Regions from separate parts of the Mus musculus genome. Here region 1 is linked to region 2. A link is a contact called in public promoter capture Hi-C data. All regions are on one chromosome and are shown on one strand. Each heading gives the region's core, a stretch centred on a gene start, on an enhancer-like site or on the middle of the called end of the contact. The rest is flanking DNA. Distances are from core to core; before and after follow the strand shown. Region 1 overlaps Eif4g1 (eukaryotic translation initiation factor 4, gamma 1). Region 2 overlaps Dgcr2 (DiGeorge syndrome critical region gene 2).

Evidence for each region. Promoter capture Hi-C pulls out the DNA fragments that hold promoters and counts their contacts.
Region 1: a contact with region 2 is called in a promoter capture Hi-C map of liver, with 2.9 times the contacts expected there. The contact joins two enhancer-like sites. A contact is called at or near these places in 4 of 39 promoter capture datasets (frontonasal cranial neural crest, hippocampal neurons, liver and 1 more) and 1 of 9 other capture datasets (adipose tissue).

What each region holds. Positions count from the first base shown.
Region 1 is chr16:20,676,685-20,679,894 of GRCm38.p6, reverse strand. Eif4g1 (eukaryotic translation initiation factor 4, gamma 1) reads right to left here. Exons shown (of 33, transcript NM_145941.3): 7 at 2,097-2,209; 8 at 1,221-1,313; 9 at 945-1,011; 10 at 1-682. Among named protein-coding and RNA genes, the nearest start is that of Eif4g1, 5.6 kb to the right of the region's middle. Within about 2 kb of position 1,729, at least 97 of the 459 cell types and tissues checked have an H3K27ac peak or open chromatin away from gene starts, as enhancers often do. A contact at or near this core is called in liver, where this site is marked.
Region 2 is chr16:17,882,850-17,885,730 of GRCm38.p6, reverse strand. All of the region lies in intron 1 of Dgcr2 (DiGeorge syndrome critical region gene 2), which reads left to right. Among named protein-coding and RNA genes, the nearest start is that of Dgcr2, 7.4 kb to the left of the region's middle. Within about 2 kb of position 1,365, at least 11 of the 459 cell types and tissues checked have an H3K27ac peak or open chromatin away from gene starts, as enhancers often do. A contact at or near this core is called in liver, where this site is marked.

The DNA.
Region 1 (3,210 bases), core at 480-2,979, 2.8 Mb before region 2:
ATTTCTTCCTCCTGAGCAGGAGAAGTATCTGAAGGAGCCACAGGTGGAGCAGGAGAGAGAATGCTGGCCAGTGCTGCTGATGAAACCTTCTTGGCCTGTTCCTCTGGCTCACTGACTGGGCTTAAATCCACAGCTGGTGGTGAGGGGGCTCCGTTGAGCAGTTCCTCAGGCTGGGCAGTTGGAGCAATGGGCACGAGCGATTCAGAAGCACAAGGTGATAGAGGGGGAGGAGCTGGCTCTGTGCTTGACTCCACCTCTGGTTCCAGATCCTCAGATGGGATCACGCCATTGGGCTCATGAGTTTCAACCTTGTGAGGCACCAGGGCCGTGGAAACCTGGAGAGGACTGGAAGAGAACTCAGATTCTGGAATGGGTTTGCTGAGTGTCACTTCTACTTCCAGTATGGGTTCGGCAAGAGTGGGTTCTGGAGAGAGGCAATACGGCTCCCCAGTTTCACAAGAGATAGGGGTCGATTCTTCTACAGACATTGGTATCATCCCTGTTGTCATAGTGTCCCCAGGAATAGAGAGGACTCCAAGATTAGACTCAGACCCCGGCTCCAAAATTGGGGGTGGTGATGGGGTTGGAGAAGGCGACGAAGGCTGAGATTCTGTGCCAGGGCTATGCTCTGGGCCAGGCAGTCCTGGCCGCCCCCCAATGGCTGCTCCCTGCGACCGGTCATCTGCAGGAAGAATGGATGCATGACAGCAAGTCCTTCACTGTTCTTGTTCTTCCTCTTAGTGAAGCTTACTTCCAATTTAACAAAACACATCCCAACCTTCTCCCACCTTGGCTGTTCTCACCCCTCATCCAAACAGTGCAACTTCAAACCCACTACAGGACACCTAAGTCATTCTCTGGTACTCAGTTTGAATCACTCCTTCAAGTGTAAATCCTCACACTCCCCACTTCCCCCGTAAAGGTTGTGCCACTGCCTTCCTTACCTGGCCGGATAATGACAGCAACCTGAGGCGACTCCCCATTGGGTTGAGGCTCCAGACTGCCTCCCGTCTGCAGGACACAAAGCGTTATAAGTTTGCACTGAAGAGTTCCACACCCTTCTCTACTAGAGTCATTTCTACTTTAGCTCTGCCTAGAAATCCAGGAAAGCAGGGAAATGGGAAACAAACCCCTAAGGTGAAGGGAAAGATCAAGTGACTTCGGAATCTAGGGCAGAATAGCTGTCCAAACCAAGGTATCACTCAAAGATATGACAGTACCTGGGGAGGAGTGGGTGTGGAGGCAGTGCGGGCCCCAGACATGATCTCTTCTGTGATATCCTTCCCTCCTTGGTTTGGGTCTCGAATTCGGATCTGGGGAAAAAAAGCTATAGGATGAGTGGGAAGCAGAAGAAGCCCACCTCTCCACCCTGCCCCTCCTAACACTCTGGGCCAACCTCCCACCCCTACTGGGAAGCAGGTGGGTGGGTGCCAGAAACCCCATGAGTTCTACTGTCAACCCATCCGGCTGCTCTTGTAGTCGCTGCCCTAGCCCCCACCCCAAGACTCTTGACCTCACAGAGCAGCCCAGTACATCACAATGCCCCTCCCTCCCTCCCCTCTACCCACCAGCAATCCCTAAGTCAATAGCCAAACACCCTAGGCCTAAAGACCCCCATCAAACATCCGGCTAGCTCACTTGTGGCTAGTCGGTCTGATCTCTAGGGGTAGGGCCCAGATGCAGTGGGTGGAGCCAGGGTGACTCAGCGGCTTCCCCAGCCCTGGCACCCTATTCTGGGCACCGTGCCCAGGGCTTGAGGACTGAGCAGAGGCGGAGGCCTCCAGAGCTTCCAGGACCAAGGAGTTAGGAGCACAGAAAACAAACCATTTCCAAAGCTAACCACCAGCATCCCCAAAACAACCACACATCTTGTGAACCTACTAGAGCCCAAGTCTCTTGGGTCTTTCCCTGCTGCCCAAGTCGTCTTCTGAGTTCTTCTACAGAACAATCCCCTTACAAGGGACTTCTCCACAGACCTTACTCTCTGCTTACATTCAGGTCTATGAAGTTTTGCTCCCACAAGCGCAACATTCCAGCCAACAGCAGACCATGAGTGTCCCTTTCCAGGTATCCCAGAGCTCCTAGCTGCTACTTACAGTTTTCCGTTCCCTCTTAGGAGCAATCTGGGGTGGCTGGTTCATCAAAACTGGGGCAGGAGCCACACTAGCAGGAAACTGCTGCACACCTTGGGCTGGGTAATAGGCTCCAGCTTGGGGGAAGAAGGACAGAAAAGATTCGTGACAGCCTCAAGATCCAAACATATACTAATATGCGTTTGAACACCTCCCACTGCAGAACCTCTCATCATACACAGCCGGCCCCTTGCCCTGCCCTGCCCGCCTCCCCAGGGAATTAGGTGTCTGTCAAAGCAGGGGAACCAGTTTGAACTGCATTTACAAGAATTCCTCACAGATACACACACCTTATAGGAAGGAACTCCTTCCTCTCTACACTAGCTACCAAGTACCTGTTCTACCCCACAAGACATTCATTCATACACGTGTGTGTGTGTGTGTGTGTGTGTGTGTGTGTGCGCGCGCGCACACACGCACGCACACACACACACATCCCAACCCAGCAACACACATGCACACCCTCAACTTGAGACACAATTAGCTCTTTGGCAGGGAATGAACAGGGTTTTCCAAATTGTCCCACTTAAGCTGACTCAAATTCCTAACTCGGCCCTTTGCAAGGGGCAACCATAACAAAAAGTAACATCCAGCTTAGAGAAATAAAAATTCCCTAAAGCAATTGTTTCCAAAGCGGGGTAAATTTGTAGCTCATCCCTAGTTCCCACTTATTCCTTTTGAAAGTATCAATGGTGGTTATATGTTTAATCACACACACACAACTATACATATACATATACATAAGATCTTCCTGATGGGAAATTTTTTTTAAAGATACTGCTGCAAGCTTAGCATGCTAACATATGCTTGTAATTCCAGCAATTAGAGGCAGGGGGAACACTGCAAGTTTAAGACTAGCCTGGTTTACATGACAAATTTCAGGCCAAGTTAGAACTACCTAAGACTGTCTCAAATAAAGCCAATAAAAGCCGGGCGTGGTGGTGCATGCCTTTAATCCCAGCACTCGGGAGGCAGAGGCAGGTGGATTTCTGAGTTTGAGACCAGTCAAACCCTGTCTCGAGGGAAAAAAAAAAAAAAACCACAAAATAAATAAAGCCAATAAAGTTCACAGAGTTTT
Region 2 (2,881 bases), core at 116-2,615:
TACAGAGCCTAGACCCACTTGCTTTAGTCATGGCACTGCCCACAGTAGGCTGGTTTCTTCTGCATCAATTGGTAATCAAGAAAATGTTCTACAGACATGACCAAGGGTCAAGTTGACAAAACTGACAAGTTTTGCAAAGGTCTTTTTCTCATTCTGATCAATGGCTGGTGGTTGTGGATTCAAAGCATGTACCCTGAAGCTACATTGCCCGGGGTCAAGGTTGCCCCCTCTCTTTTCTCCTCTCTTCTCTCACTGTCCCTGTCCTCCTCTCTCCTTCCCCCCTCTCTGCCTCCTCCTCCTCCCTCCCACCTCTCTAGATTACTTTTGTGCCTCAGTTTCCTTACTTTGAATATAAGCATCATAATATGGGTTCATGGAGACTTAAGGATTGAAATGGGTGAGGAAATACTCCAAAAAGTATCTGATATAGAGCACGTGCTTTACACAGATCATCTGTTGGTATTATTCACAGGTAGATTTGAAGGAGTCTAGGGAACCCTTGAGTCTGGGAGCCGGATGGTGTGTACGTGCAAGTCAGCGGGGGCCTCCCTCTAAGAGGTCCCAGAGCTCAGTGCAGTGGTTTTCAATCTTGCCACACACATAGCAACCACTGCAGGATTTTCTTTTCACCTTGTGTTCTTTATGTTTTTACATTATTTTAGTTATTTCTGAGAATTTCATGTGTGAATACTGTATATCATTTTTACCCCACTCTCTCCCTCCAACTCCTGTGTCCCCACTTGAAATTCCTGACCTCTTTTTCTTGATTATTATTACATATATTGCATGTACATGTGTGTACATAAATACATCGTGCTGAGTCATGTAGTGTTACTGTCTCTATGTGTCTGTGTGCTGACTGTTTGCGATTGAATAGCCTATCAGGGGCTCATCCCCTGGAGAAGAAGAATGATGTTGCTTCTCTTAGCAACCATTATTTTCCTGTAGCTCTTCCTCTAGGTGTGGGGCCTTGTGAGACTTACCTCGTCCACATTGGATGTCAATTGGCAGTCTTTATGCAGATCTTGTTTGAGCAAATATATTGTTAAGATTTCATGGGTACAGCTCCCTGTGGTAGAAGATACTATTTTGAAGTGAATCTTAGTTTTTCTGTCCCACTCCCACGCCCTTTTAGGGTCTCTGACCTCTTGTGCGTGTTCCCTAAGCTTTAGTTGTAGGAATTGTGCATGCATTGAGGATGGACACCCCTCACTCAGTGGTTCTCTGCATGTGATGTGAACTCCTTCAGTCCCATCAGACTGCGGTTGGTCACTTCCAAGACACAAGTGCCACTATTGCATCCTTGGGGCTACCTTGCCGTGCAGGTCACTACTGTGTCGACAGCGTCCACAGCTGGGTGAGACTGTTGATTGCTTTTCTCCTTGGCAGCTTGTGTAACACCTTTTGGTGTTAGCTCACCGTAAGGGAGGAGGGTTCAAGGTCAGTGCCAGCTCAGGTTTCTATCTTACACATGCAAAGTGTGTGGTGTCTTCACCAATAGGTGCTTAACTTTCAAGTTCTGGGAGGCAACCAACGGTAACAGCAATACCCTGCATTGTTTTGGGAGTCAACTTAGACCCCCCTAACCAATAATTTGAAGGGAGGTTTCCCTTGCCTGGTACTAGGGTTTTTGTTAGTCTGTTAGTCTATGGCTCTTGGGAGGAACATTACCACTTTAAGTACCCCCTAGATAAAGGCCCCACACACACACACTCCTTTTTCCCATTTTTGTTTTATGGTACCTGGTCTTACTGTTCCCCTTTCTAGGGCCATACCCCCTTTTACTTTCTGTGGTTACTCCAGGCTATACACCCACTTGTAAAGATTTCAAACTAATATCTGCAAATAAGAGCAAACATACAGCCACTCTATTTCTCACAGTGCTAGAGTTATTCACAGTGACAGGGTTTACTCATTGACATATTGTGTGGTTTTGTGTCCTTTGTGCTTAGACAGGCAGAGTGGGCACTTAGAAACCAGTTTTTGAGGGGCTGGAGAGATGGCCTTGCAGAGGACCCAGGTTCAATTCCCAGCAACCACATGGCAGCTCACACCTGTCTATAATTCCAGTTTCAGGGCTTCTGACACCCTCAGACATCCATACCGGGAAAACACGAATACATATAAAATGAAATTTGTATGTATGTATGTAGACACACACATATTAAAATGGCTATTTGTGTTTTAGTTTAACCCAAAGGACAGTAGTTCCTTTAGCCATCTGCCTTGCAGCTGCCCTAATGGAGGTGGCAAAAAGGAGAGGTCCTTGTAGTCATTCTATAGGGATGGGAGTTGGAGGAGGGAGGAAGCAGAGCCATCTGGTTGGGCCTCATGTTTGGTGACTCTTGCTCCTTGGGTATTAGCTATACTGAGAGACAAAGAGCGAGGACTTCTTGCTGTGTGGATCCTTCCTAAAGCTTACCAGCCATCCAGTCTAGGGTACAGGTGGGGTGTCCTAGAGAAAGGGTGTGTGTCTTGGCATCTGGACTTGGGCACAGAGTTGACTACATGAGCTGGGCAGCTCATGGGTAGCCTTGGTTGGGGGCTGGCTTGATGTGAAGCTGCACACTCTCTCTTCGTTTCTGTCCTCTTCTACCCAGTGAAGCTGTTACTTCAGTTACCCTGAGCTGCTTCTCCTATCCCCACACTCCTTGCTCCCTCTCTGCTGCTTTCTGCATAGGCTGACTTCTATTTGCTGATGTCAGCCGTCATTTCACCCAGTTTGTCTGTCTCCTTCAGCTGGGGGCTGCTTCCTGTTGAGCAGGACAAGGCTGACTGTGGGGCTAGGTGAGTCAGCTGGCTTGAGAGTGTACTTAGGTGGGTTCCTGAAGGAACTTTAGAAGATCATAGCCATATGTGGGAGAGTGGGTGTGAACAGATG